Linked DNA regions of Neogale vison: region 1 is linked to region 2. A link is a contact called in public Hi-C data. All regions are on one chromosome and are shown on one strand. Each heading gives the region's core, a stretch centred on a gene start, on an enhancer-like site or on the middle of the called end of the contact. The rest is flanking DNA. Distances are from core to core; before and after follow the strand shown.

The links. Hi-C and Micro-C count contacts between places; a contact is called where the count stands out from the background.
Region 1: a Hi-C map of muscle shows a contact between it and region 2, with 4 times the contacts expected there. The contact joins the promoter of DAPK2 here to the enhancer-like site in region 2. A contact is called at or near these places in 2 of 3 Hi-C or Micro-C datasets (fibroblasts and muscle).

What each region holds. Positions count from the first base shown.
Region 1 is chr13:105,691,427-105,697,054 of ASM_NN_V1, forward strand. DAPK2 (death-associated protein kinase 2) reads right to left here and starts at 3,041. Exons shown (of 12, transcript XM_044229884.1): 1 at 2,950-3,041. The coding sequence starts at 3,021.
Region 2 is chr13:105,563,810-105,568,746 of ASM_NN_V1, forward strand. No RefSeq gene overlaps it. Among named protein-coding and RNA genes, the nearest start is that of HERC1, 94 kb to the left of the region's middle. Within about 2 kb of position 2,017, the one cell type or tissue checked has open chromatin away from gene starts, as enhancers often do. A contact at or near this core is called in fibroblasts, where this site is marked.

The sequences.
Region 1 (5,628 bases), core at 1,791-4,290, 130 kb after region 2:
GGACCCAGAGAAGGCCCCAGGGCACAGGTACCTTTCTGGCCCTGAGAAGATGAAACAGCATGGCAGAGGGGAGGGACACAGCTACAGCTTTTGGTCAGCACAAGATGTCTGCTCCAGACATTCCAAGGGTGAAACCCACCTTCATGCCCACATTTCTCTTAATGGAATCACTAGGACTCACAATCCTGCCCTCAACCTTCATAATAGGCAACCCTTCTGAAGTTTAACACAGATTTCCTAGAACCTCACAAAAGGGAACCTCAAAGGTTATCCAGGGGCTTTTTAGACACCAGCATGAGGAAGGAGAGGTAGAGCATCTCCCCCTTTATCTATACAATAAGTTGAGGCTCTGGGTAAGAATTCACTGGTGGCAGGAGGAGCTTGACAAATCACTGCTATCTGGTCTATTATCCACTCGTTGTTGGTTTATTTTTTTTTAATTGTTTTTAAGATTTTATTTATTTATTTGACAGACAGAGATCACAAGTAGGCAGAGAGTCAGAGCAGAGAGAGAGGGAAGAAAGCAGGCTCCCCGCTGAAGACAGAGCCCAATGCGGGGCTCGATCCCAGGACTCCAGGATAATGACCTGAGCCAAAGGCAGAGACTTAAACCCACTGAGCCACCCAGTCACCCCTATAATCCACTCGTTTGACAAAAGAAGAAAATTGAGGTCCAGACAGGGGATGGGACTTAAAGTCCCACAACTAGCCCACTCCAGCTGTTCTTGTCTGGGCTTCTGAGGACAGCCCCCTCAACCCTCCAGTATAGCACCGGGGTTGGGGAAGCCAGTGGCCTCCGGAGGGACAACTTAGGAGGAAGCCTCCAAGGCTAGAGGATCACCCTGCAGGGAACCCTCTACCCTACTAAATCCTCTCACTCACTGACCCCAGCTCACTCTCCTGGTCATTTGGAGATCCTCATCCCACCTCACCCAGTGTCAGTCAGTGAAATGGGACCATTGCAAGGGAGCAGACAAGCTTGTCCTCTTATACCTTCCGCCACATTAGGAATCATCACACTCAGGCTGTGAGGAGACTGCCCACAGAAGGGAAGGAGCTCCGGCATTACAGAGCCCCTCCACGCAGTCAAGCCTCTGACCAGCCCCAATCAAACTCTGATGAGGAAGCGCGGGCCCAGAGATCAGCCATTTGCCTAAGCTGACATGAGAAAACCCATTTTTCTAACGAAGGTCCAGCTCCACTAGACAGCCTGCTCGTTCACCCTCACGTCTAATAAGGAGGGAAACCTCGGGGAGGTGATCAGGGTCAGTTCAGGTCTCATTCCTGCCGGCTGAAAACTTGCTCCAGACCAGCACACACTCACCCCCAACCATACGCACCCTGCACCCCCTGTCCAAGCCTCTTCCAAAGCAGCTGAATTATCAGTGGGGCCACTTTATGGTTAAATCGCAACTTGGGAGAAGAGCAGGACTCTGAAAGTACTGGTGAAGAGGCCAAGGCACCAGCTCCCCTTAGTCACCAGGAGTCTCCCAGAAATACCTTACATGGAGGCAGCTGGGAAACAGAGTCGGAAACCACAGCAGCAGCCCCCAGCTGCCCTCCACTGGTTTCTAGAGTACAAGGTGCCAGGGGCTGTTCTCTCCACCTGGCCCCAGGGACCTTCCCACCTGCTTCTGAGGCAACCAGCTAGGACTCCCTCTCTCCCAGGGTGCACCCCCAACCTACCACTACCTGCATGGCCTCCATGCTCACCTTTCTGGGACTCATTTTCTCACTCCTAAAGTGAGAACACTAATCGCCACCTCGCAAAGTTACGGTGAGGACCAGCCAGACCCACACATGCCAGGAGACGTCCACAATGCCTGGCCCAGAGTCAGGGTCAACTACTGACGACGCCCTCCTAAGCCCTTCTATCCCAGCCTGCTGCAAACTTACTGGCTACCCCCATTGCCTCCCTAGTGGCCCCGGGCCCATGACGACGGGAACCACAGCTTCATTCTGCCACAAGCAAGCTGACTGTGTGTGGAGCAGCCTTCTGGAATCACGTCCTTGTGCAAATGGGAGAGGAGGTGTGCGAGGTGGCTGCAGAGAAGACTAGCCCATCTCCTCCCGGACATCTGTAGTGCTCTCCCCTTCATGGGGGCCCTAAATTGATGAAAGTCTGTTTCCTATCTCCCACCCCTCCCCCGGTCCCGCCCTGGGTGCCAAGCCTCGGCCAGTCGCTCCCACCCCGTCCCTCGTCCCTAGGGTCAAAGTGCCAGGCTTCAGAGCGCGCCCGAGAGCACAGCGGACAGGCCGGGGGCCGGCCACAGCTCCCGAGGGCAAAGCCGGCCAAACCCCCCAGACGGGGGTGGAGGGGGTACGGTGTGAGGGACCCGGGCGGCGGGCTTCGGGGAATCCCAGAGAGCGCATCCCGGAGCAACCTGCCCCCGCTAGCCCCAGCCCCGCGCGCCCTGTCGGGCCCGTCGAGCCCGCATACGGGCGCTACTCACGGCGAGAGGCTGCGCTGGACGGGCACGGCGGACGCGACCGGGTGCGCGCCGCACGGCTCTGCTCTGCTCCCGGCCGGCTGCCCGCCCGCGGAGCCGCTGAGCAGCCGAGAGGGCGGAGCGGCGGCTCCGTCCCAGGCGCCGGCTGGAGGCGCGCCCGGCGTCCCGGGACGGGGGCTCGGGGCGCCCCCTACTGGGAGCCCCCTCTGGACCGCCCTGAGGTGAGCGTCGAGAGCCTCCTGCCAGGTCCCCAGACACCTCCAGGAGTGGTGGGGAGAGCCAGCAGCGAGACTCTTCCCGCGTCCTTAGCGTTCTGCCCCTCACAGGCTGTGTGGCCTTGGACAAGTCAACTAACCTCTCCAAGTCTGATCTGGAAATTGCTTTAAATGAGCCGATGATAATCTGCTATATCTTGGCACAATCGCTCAGAAAATGGTATTTCCTTGTCCTCTCACTCCCGATCCCTTGCCCACCCCTCCACCCCCCACAACGCACACACCGTGAGAGAGGAAGTCCCACGAGGGAATAGGCCGTTTCCTCCCTCCCAGCCGGGATGCTCTTCTGGGAACATCACCGCTGGCTTTCACAGCTGGGTGGGGGCTGAGAGGGAGAAGGACACTCCCCTTGTCCCCACCAACCCCCAGCTTGGGAGTGGCCTAACCTCGGGTGTCCTCTATGTCCCCTCCCCCAGCCTCTGCAGGGTTGGTGAGTGAAGCCCCCACATCACCGTCAAGCCTTCCTTAATAAAGGACTTGGCAGTGGATTCCTCCTCTCTGTCTTCTGCCAAAAATGCCAGGAAGGAAAAAAAAAAAAAAAAAGGAATGAGAGTGGAGCGGGTGATGGGAAGAAGGAAGCGGAAACAGAAACACAGCCAAGACAGAACTTATTTGAAGACAAGAGACTGTTTAGCGAAAGGAAATGGAGGCCCCTTCCCAAAATTTCCCATCCCTAAGTCACCAACAGGGCTCCTCAAGGGGTCCTAGAGGAAAAGGTGTTTGATTTGGAGTTCTGCTCCTTGGTACAAAGCCCTGCTCTGCCATTCCCCATGTATAGTCTTGGGCATGGCACCTGAACTTCTCCTTCGTCAGGAAAGTGGGGCAAACACCGCCCCCCTTCTTATAGTTTCTAATGGAGCTACTATGGGACTGAAATATAACATGTGTAAGGGATGCCTGGGTGGCTCAGTTGGTTAAGCATTTGCCTTCAGCTCAGGTCATGATCCCAGAGTGCAGGGATCCATTCTCATACTGGACTCCTTGCTCACTGGGGAGCACGCTTCTCCCCCTGCTTGTTCTCTCTCTCTCTCTCTCTCTGACGAATAAATAAAGTCTTTAACAACAACAAAAAAAAGTATAGGATATACCTAGAAGACTTCCACCAGTGTAAGTAACCTCCCCCACACAGACTGGAGTACTGACAAGTACAGATGAGCCCTTTCCTTCACCTGATCAGAAAGACCAAAGAGCTCCCTTGTTTATAAACTTTATCACATCCCAGGACAGTGCAGACTCTGAGTCTCCTGTCCCAAGAGCACCATGCTACCTAGAGTAATACCCAAGACCAGAGCTGGCTTCCAAAGTCAGTGATAGAGGAGGCCACCCACAGAAGTTTCACCAGTGTAAGGAGACCCTTTATCCTCAGACTACCCTCAAAACACACACACACACACACACACACACACACACTTCCAGTTATCTATTGCTATGTAAGAAGACACCTCAGCCTTGGTGGCTGAAACAGCAATATTGCCAGGCTCACAAATTCTGAGGTTCAAGAATTCAGACAGTGCACAGGATTGCTGAGCTCTGCTCCGCAATGTCCAGGGCCTCAACTAGGAAGATCTGAGTGGTGGGGAATAATTTGCATGGCTGGGATATTTCTTCATTCACATCATAGCCTGGGCTATGATGAAGCCAAGCTGGAATCAGTCAACACTGCCAGAATACCTACATGTCACCTCTCCATCACTTCCCCAGTTAGCCTCATGCTTAACACCTAATTTGCAAAAACAACATCCCCTCACATAAGGCAAAACTGACATTCTTAGGTTTGATACTTGGCAAATTAGTCGAAGAACATCACAGCAGGAAGGGTCATTTTCAGTCATCCCATCCAGCCTGTCATTTTCAGACAAGGAAACGGAGGCTCAGAAAAGAAAAAGTGACTTGTCCAAAGTCACACAGCTGGTGAGAGGCAGAGCTAGGATTAGAACCAGGCCTCTGACAGATTCTGTCTGGTGCTCCCTGCACTGTTCTTGCCAAATGCAATTGCCTAGGGAGGTACCATCTGGAAATGCATTTTTTGCTTAAGGTTGAGTGAACGTATCAGACCTTCCCCTGAGAGCAGCAACAGGACACTGAGCACTGCACATGGGACCAAGGTGGCAGTGGGCAGAGAAGGAAAGACCCCGAGGGTAATAGCAAGAAGTGCATCTATTCCAGAATGAAACCAGAGGAGGGGCTGGGTATTAAGAGCTAAGAGCGTGATTCTGCTCCAGCTCCTGCATGCTTCCCATGGCTGGCAAAATAGCACAAATGCCTCACTCTGGCAATTAAGGCTCCAACCGGCAGTTCCCAGGCCCACACATACACCCTTTTCCCTCATATGTCTGCACAGCCAGCGCTCTTGCCAGGTTGGATTATTGGCTGTTCCTGCCTCCATGCTTTTGTTTAAGTCACTCCACACTCCCACAGTCCCATCCTACAAAATCATATCCATCCTTCAAGGGCCCTTGAAGGATGGGTATCCTTATCTTCCACGGATACCATCTCCCTTCCTCTCCAGATGGCTTTCTCCCCAGAGCCCCACCACTCTTGGTTTGTACCAAATTGTCATTCTCCTTCCCCTATTTTAGTTATCATCAGTGTCCACTTCCCTTTGCCTTTAGGGCAAGGACAATGTCTCGTTCATCTCTGTACCCAGGCAACGGCTGATAGCCCAAACCTGATAAAGTTTGTTAGATTGGATTGCTAGAATGTAAATAGCACAAGATGACTGTCTTGTTTTCTGTTGTCTCCCACGGATATCCAAGTCCCTAGCCCTTAGAAATTTTATGTTGGATGGAGAGACATATAATTCATTTTAATAGCTGCCACATATAGCATTTCTTCCAGCAAGTACCTTCTCCATAACAGGAACTTTACTTCGGGGTGGATGCAACGATCCCTTCCTATAGATG
Region 2 (4,937 bases), core at 767-3,266:
TCATTATTTTATTTTTCTCAAGATGGCATCAGAATCACCTGCAGGGCTCGTTAAAGCAGATCGTTAGGTCCCACCCCCAGAGTCTGTGATTCGGCAGGTCTGGAGTGGGGCCTGAGAACCTGCATTTCTAACAGACCCCAGGGGATGCGTGAGAATAGCTGATGTATATCCCAGCTCCGATAAAGTCTCACAAACCCTCTGGACCTCCCCATGGCTCACCGAATAAAGGCCCAGGTCTACGTTCAAGGCCTCTGGGATCCAATTTCCATGGCCCGCTCAGCTCCCCTCCACACCAGGCTCCTGCCCTGCCGGGCTCCTCCTGGCTCTGTGTCTTTGCTCAAGCCGCTCCTGGCCTGGCCCCCACGGCCCCTCCACAAACACAAATCCCCTTAAAGAAGCTGAAACTCTTGGTTTCGGCTCAGGTCATGATTCATCAGGAGATGGAGCCCCGCGTGGGACTCTGCACTCACTGGGAGTTATCTGTCCCTTTCCCACTGCCCCTCTCCTGATCTCTCTCTCTCAAATAAATAAATAAATCTTAAGGGGAAAAAAAAAAAAAAAAGATGCTGCCTATTTGTAATGTCCTCTCTTCCAGACGCCCCAGGGCTCCCGTCAGGCCCGAGAAAAGACTCCCCCACCCCCCACACACCCCCTCAGCTCACAGCTTAGCTCCTATTTCATCCTGCCCTATAAACAGCTGTTCCTGTCACTGGTCTGTGGACTTCCTGAGGACACGGTATTTGTCATCTTTGTCTACCTCTATTTGTTAAATGATGTGACCCCAGAAGACAGAACCAGGATGACGAATGGATCTTCAGGGAGACCAGGTTGAGAAAGAACTTGTAATAAAGCGAACGGTTTGACACGAGCTCTTGAAGTCCCACCGGCAGAGTGTGAGCTCCCTGTTGCCCCTGGGTTCCCTCAGTGAGGCTGAATGAGCATCTACAAAGTTGCTCAAGTCCCTGGTTAGGCAGGTACTGATCACTCCAACCTCCTTCTCAGGCTCCTCTCTTCCCAGGGCAGCCCGCCAAGCCTACTCTTCCACATTCTAGGCCGTCTCGGGACTCCACAGGCTGGCAGGAACTTACCAGAGGAGAGTGACGGTAGGCAAGCACGAGTTTATGTCCGTGGCCTTCACTGTCTGATTATAAGACATGACCAGTGGTGAGAGACCCTACTTCAGGCCAACATACCTCCCTCTTTTGATTATGGCCTCCTCAGAATGATTAACCCTTCCTTGATGCACCTGTACCCACTTCCTTCACCTCTTCCACACCTGTGCCTCCAGCTTCAAGGGTACGCAGCAGCTTATCTATGAGTAAGCTGAATATCTATAGGTTTGCTCCCTCTGGGGCTCCTGGGGATCAGTGCCTAGCACCGCACCAGGCGTGTCTGAACTCTCAGTCAGTATGTACTTACGTCCCATGCCTGCTCAAACCCTTTCCCCACCCATGATGCCTTACCAAATACACACCTGTGGCTGAATGTCCTCCTACCCTTTCCCATCTGCTCCTGGGAAACATCCTATACAACCCATCCCAATCAAGGAGGCTGGGACTGAGGCTTCCTGCCCCTGCCATCCCTGGGGAAAATTTTACTGTTTGAATCAGACAAGTTTGAAAGACTCACTTGATTGCATTTTGGCTAAGTAAACTGTTGTAGTGCTTTTTGTTTATTTTTTGGTTTGTTGGTTGGTTGGTTGAAGAGGAAAGAGAAGGATTTTCTGGAGTCTAGACTCATGGCTTGGAGGGGCCTATCCAGGAGCAGCACTGATTGTAAGAGTTGGGTGAGGTCTGCTATTTGTACCATTCAAGACAACCCTCCCTGGCCTCCTACCCCTCCAGGAAGTGCCCATCAGTCAGCTTGAAAGGCAACAACTTGGTTGATTGGAATGGCCTGAGAAAGCCGTGACCCAGGAGACCCAGCTGGAGAACACCCGGGTCTCAGCTCGCCTTCTGCTAACCTCCAGATCTCATAAACATTCTCATTTCCACTCCTTCCTGGGGCTGGCTGAGGTCATGACCTTCTGAAAGAACACACGGTCAGCCGGCCCAACTGAAATCTCCCCTCCCCGTGTGTGAAAGGAGATACGTCCAACTGTGAACACATACAACCCACATCCTTATGACTCAGCAGATGTAGCTGTCCTCAACCCTGTCCTCTGGAATGTCAAACAGACCAGCCTCAGAGGTCTGACAGGATCAGAACAGATGCAGCCAAGCCTGGGCCCAGAGACACTTGCCCCATGAGTCCTTTGGAACAATACCCTGACATCCAGATATACCCTCACAGAGATGGATGCACACACCCAGACACACCTAGACACACGAGCAGATACATACATACAGAAAACTCAGACATATCCAGTGATATGTGTACACATGCCCATCTAAATACACCCACAAGGACACATGCACACACACAGATATCTGGGAACACCCAGAAACACACACCCATGTGTTCACACACACACACACACACACACTCTCTCTCTCTCTCTCTCTTCCAAAGGACTGAGTCAGAGTCATATCTGTCCTCCATGCTTAACCTTGAATGCTTCTCCAACTCTAACAGGTGGCTACCAGCTCTTTGGTAACTTTCCAAAGTCCAATCATGGAAAGGCATAAGGACAAGAAATCAGAACACAGATCCATACCTTCTTTTCCCTTCTCTTACAGAAACTTATCCATCCTTTAAGGTCAAATGAAAGTCTGATGCACAGTAGGCCTTCAACACCATTGTGTACTGGACTATGTCCATGAGGGCCGGCCATGCTCGGAGAAGATGGCTGCCCATTCCCCAGTCCTCAGAGCTCTGTTTTGGCTTCTTGCTGAGGTCCTCCATCTACACTTGCCATTTTGGATCAACCAAGGAAAGACAATCTCTTCATTAGCTCCTTCCATTAATACCTACTACACAGACACTACACAGAAAACAGCAAATGGAGAGTACCAGTCCTGCTCCTATGAAGTGTATGGTGTGCTAGAGGAGACAGACATCAAAACCTCAAGTAATGATTTTTTTAGGATTTTATGTATTTATTTGTCAGAGAGTGAGAAAGAGAGCACAGGCAGGGGGAGCAGCAGGCAGAGGAAGAAACAGGCTCCTGGCTGAACAGGGAGCCTGATGGGGGACTCGATCCCAGGACTCTGGGACCACAGACCGAGGTGAAGGTAGATGGTTAACCGACTGAGCGACCCAGGCGTCCCTCAAGTAATTCTTGAAGTAAGTCGTTGTTATGTACTGAATGTGTCTCCCTCTGTTCCCCCTGAAATTCATATGTTGAAGTCCTAAGCTCCAAAACCTTCGACTGACCCTGTATTTGAAGGTACATAACCCTTATAAAGAGGTGATTAAGGTAAGACGAGGTCAGATGAGGGTTCCTAATCCACTATGACTGGAGTTGCGAGGTTAGGACACAGACACACAGCGGGGAGGCCAATGAGAGAGGCCTTAGTAGAAACCAACCCTTCTGACAACTCGATCTTGGACTTCTGGCATCTAGAACTATGAGAAAATGAAGTTGAGTTGTTTAAGCCCACACCAGTCTGTGGTACTTTCTTATGGAAGTCCCAGAAAACTAATGCAATATTTAATTAAAATGAATGAGTGTCGTGAAGGTGCAACACGAGGTAATAGAACCCGGACCAAAGCTCTACTGGAAGTGGGGAGAGTCACAGGAAGTGTCATTTAAACTAGGACCTAAAAAATTAGAAATTAACTCCCAAAAGGTGGGGCTTGGACAGAGGACAAATGCTCTGGTCCTGAAGCAATCGAGAAGGAGGCCTTGTGAGGAACACAGTGAGCAAAGGGCTCAAAGGCTAAAGCAACAGGCATGGGCCTGATCACGAGGCGCATCTTGGGCCATGTTCAGGATTCTGGGATTCAAGATGAGAGACAAGAGAAAGGGGAGATACAGAGGATTAGTTTTTACTTAAAGAAATGTTTCTGGGGTTACCTGGCCGACTCAGTCGGTGGAGCATGCAACTCTTGATCTTGGGGCCGTGAGTTCAGTCCCCACGTTAGGTGGAGAGATAGGAAGGAAGGGAAGGAGAGAGGGTTGGATGGGGGAAGGAACTGTTTTTTAGCTAAAGACACAAACCACCATTACTTTTTAAAAAGATGTGAGCTGAGGAACGCCTGGGTGGCTCAGTTAGTTAAGCAGCTGCCTTCGGCTCAGGTCATGATCCCAGCGTCCTGGGACTGAGTCCCACATCGGGCTCCTTGCTCAGCAGGGAGCCTGCTTCTCCCTCTGCCTCTGCCTGCCATTCTGTCTGCCTGTGCTCACTCTCTCTCCCTCTCTCTCTCTGATAAATAAATAAAATCTTAAAAAAAAAAAAGATGTGAGCTGAGCACTGGTGGCTTTGCACTCAGCCATCGAGTGAGCGAGATGGCTTGCCAGTCTATGACTGCCAAAGGAGATCCGTGGAGAAGGAAGGAGGCACAAGTTCAAACTTCCTGGCTCTCTCCCTTTCTCCCCATGTCAGTGCAGGACCTCTGGGAAGCAGATGCCAGGACAGAATCAGAGGTGCAGGAGATCTAGGTCCTCTGGGAAGCAGATGCCAGGACAGAATCAGAGGTGCAGGAGATCTAGGTGAGAAGTCACCTAGGAAAGATGAAGGGCAAGGGAGCAGGAGTGGGCATGGGGGAGTTTCAGACCACTAAGAGGTCTGACCCCAAAGACAAGAGAGAGGGAAGGAAGGAGGGTTGGATAGGAAAGGGCTCAGATGCCGTGCAGCTCTGAGAGGGTCTCAGCCAGGGGCTGGCGAGTCCCAGAACAAGGATTAGTGGGTCCCACACTAGATTAGAGTGCCCTGGTTCTAGAACCTACCATTCCCCTCATCTGGCCCCCAGCCCTGCCATGTTCAGTCACTGGCTCAGTCATCAGCCTGGGGAGAGAATGGTCTGGTGTGAATGGTCTGGTGGATCCTAAAGGT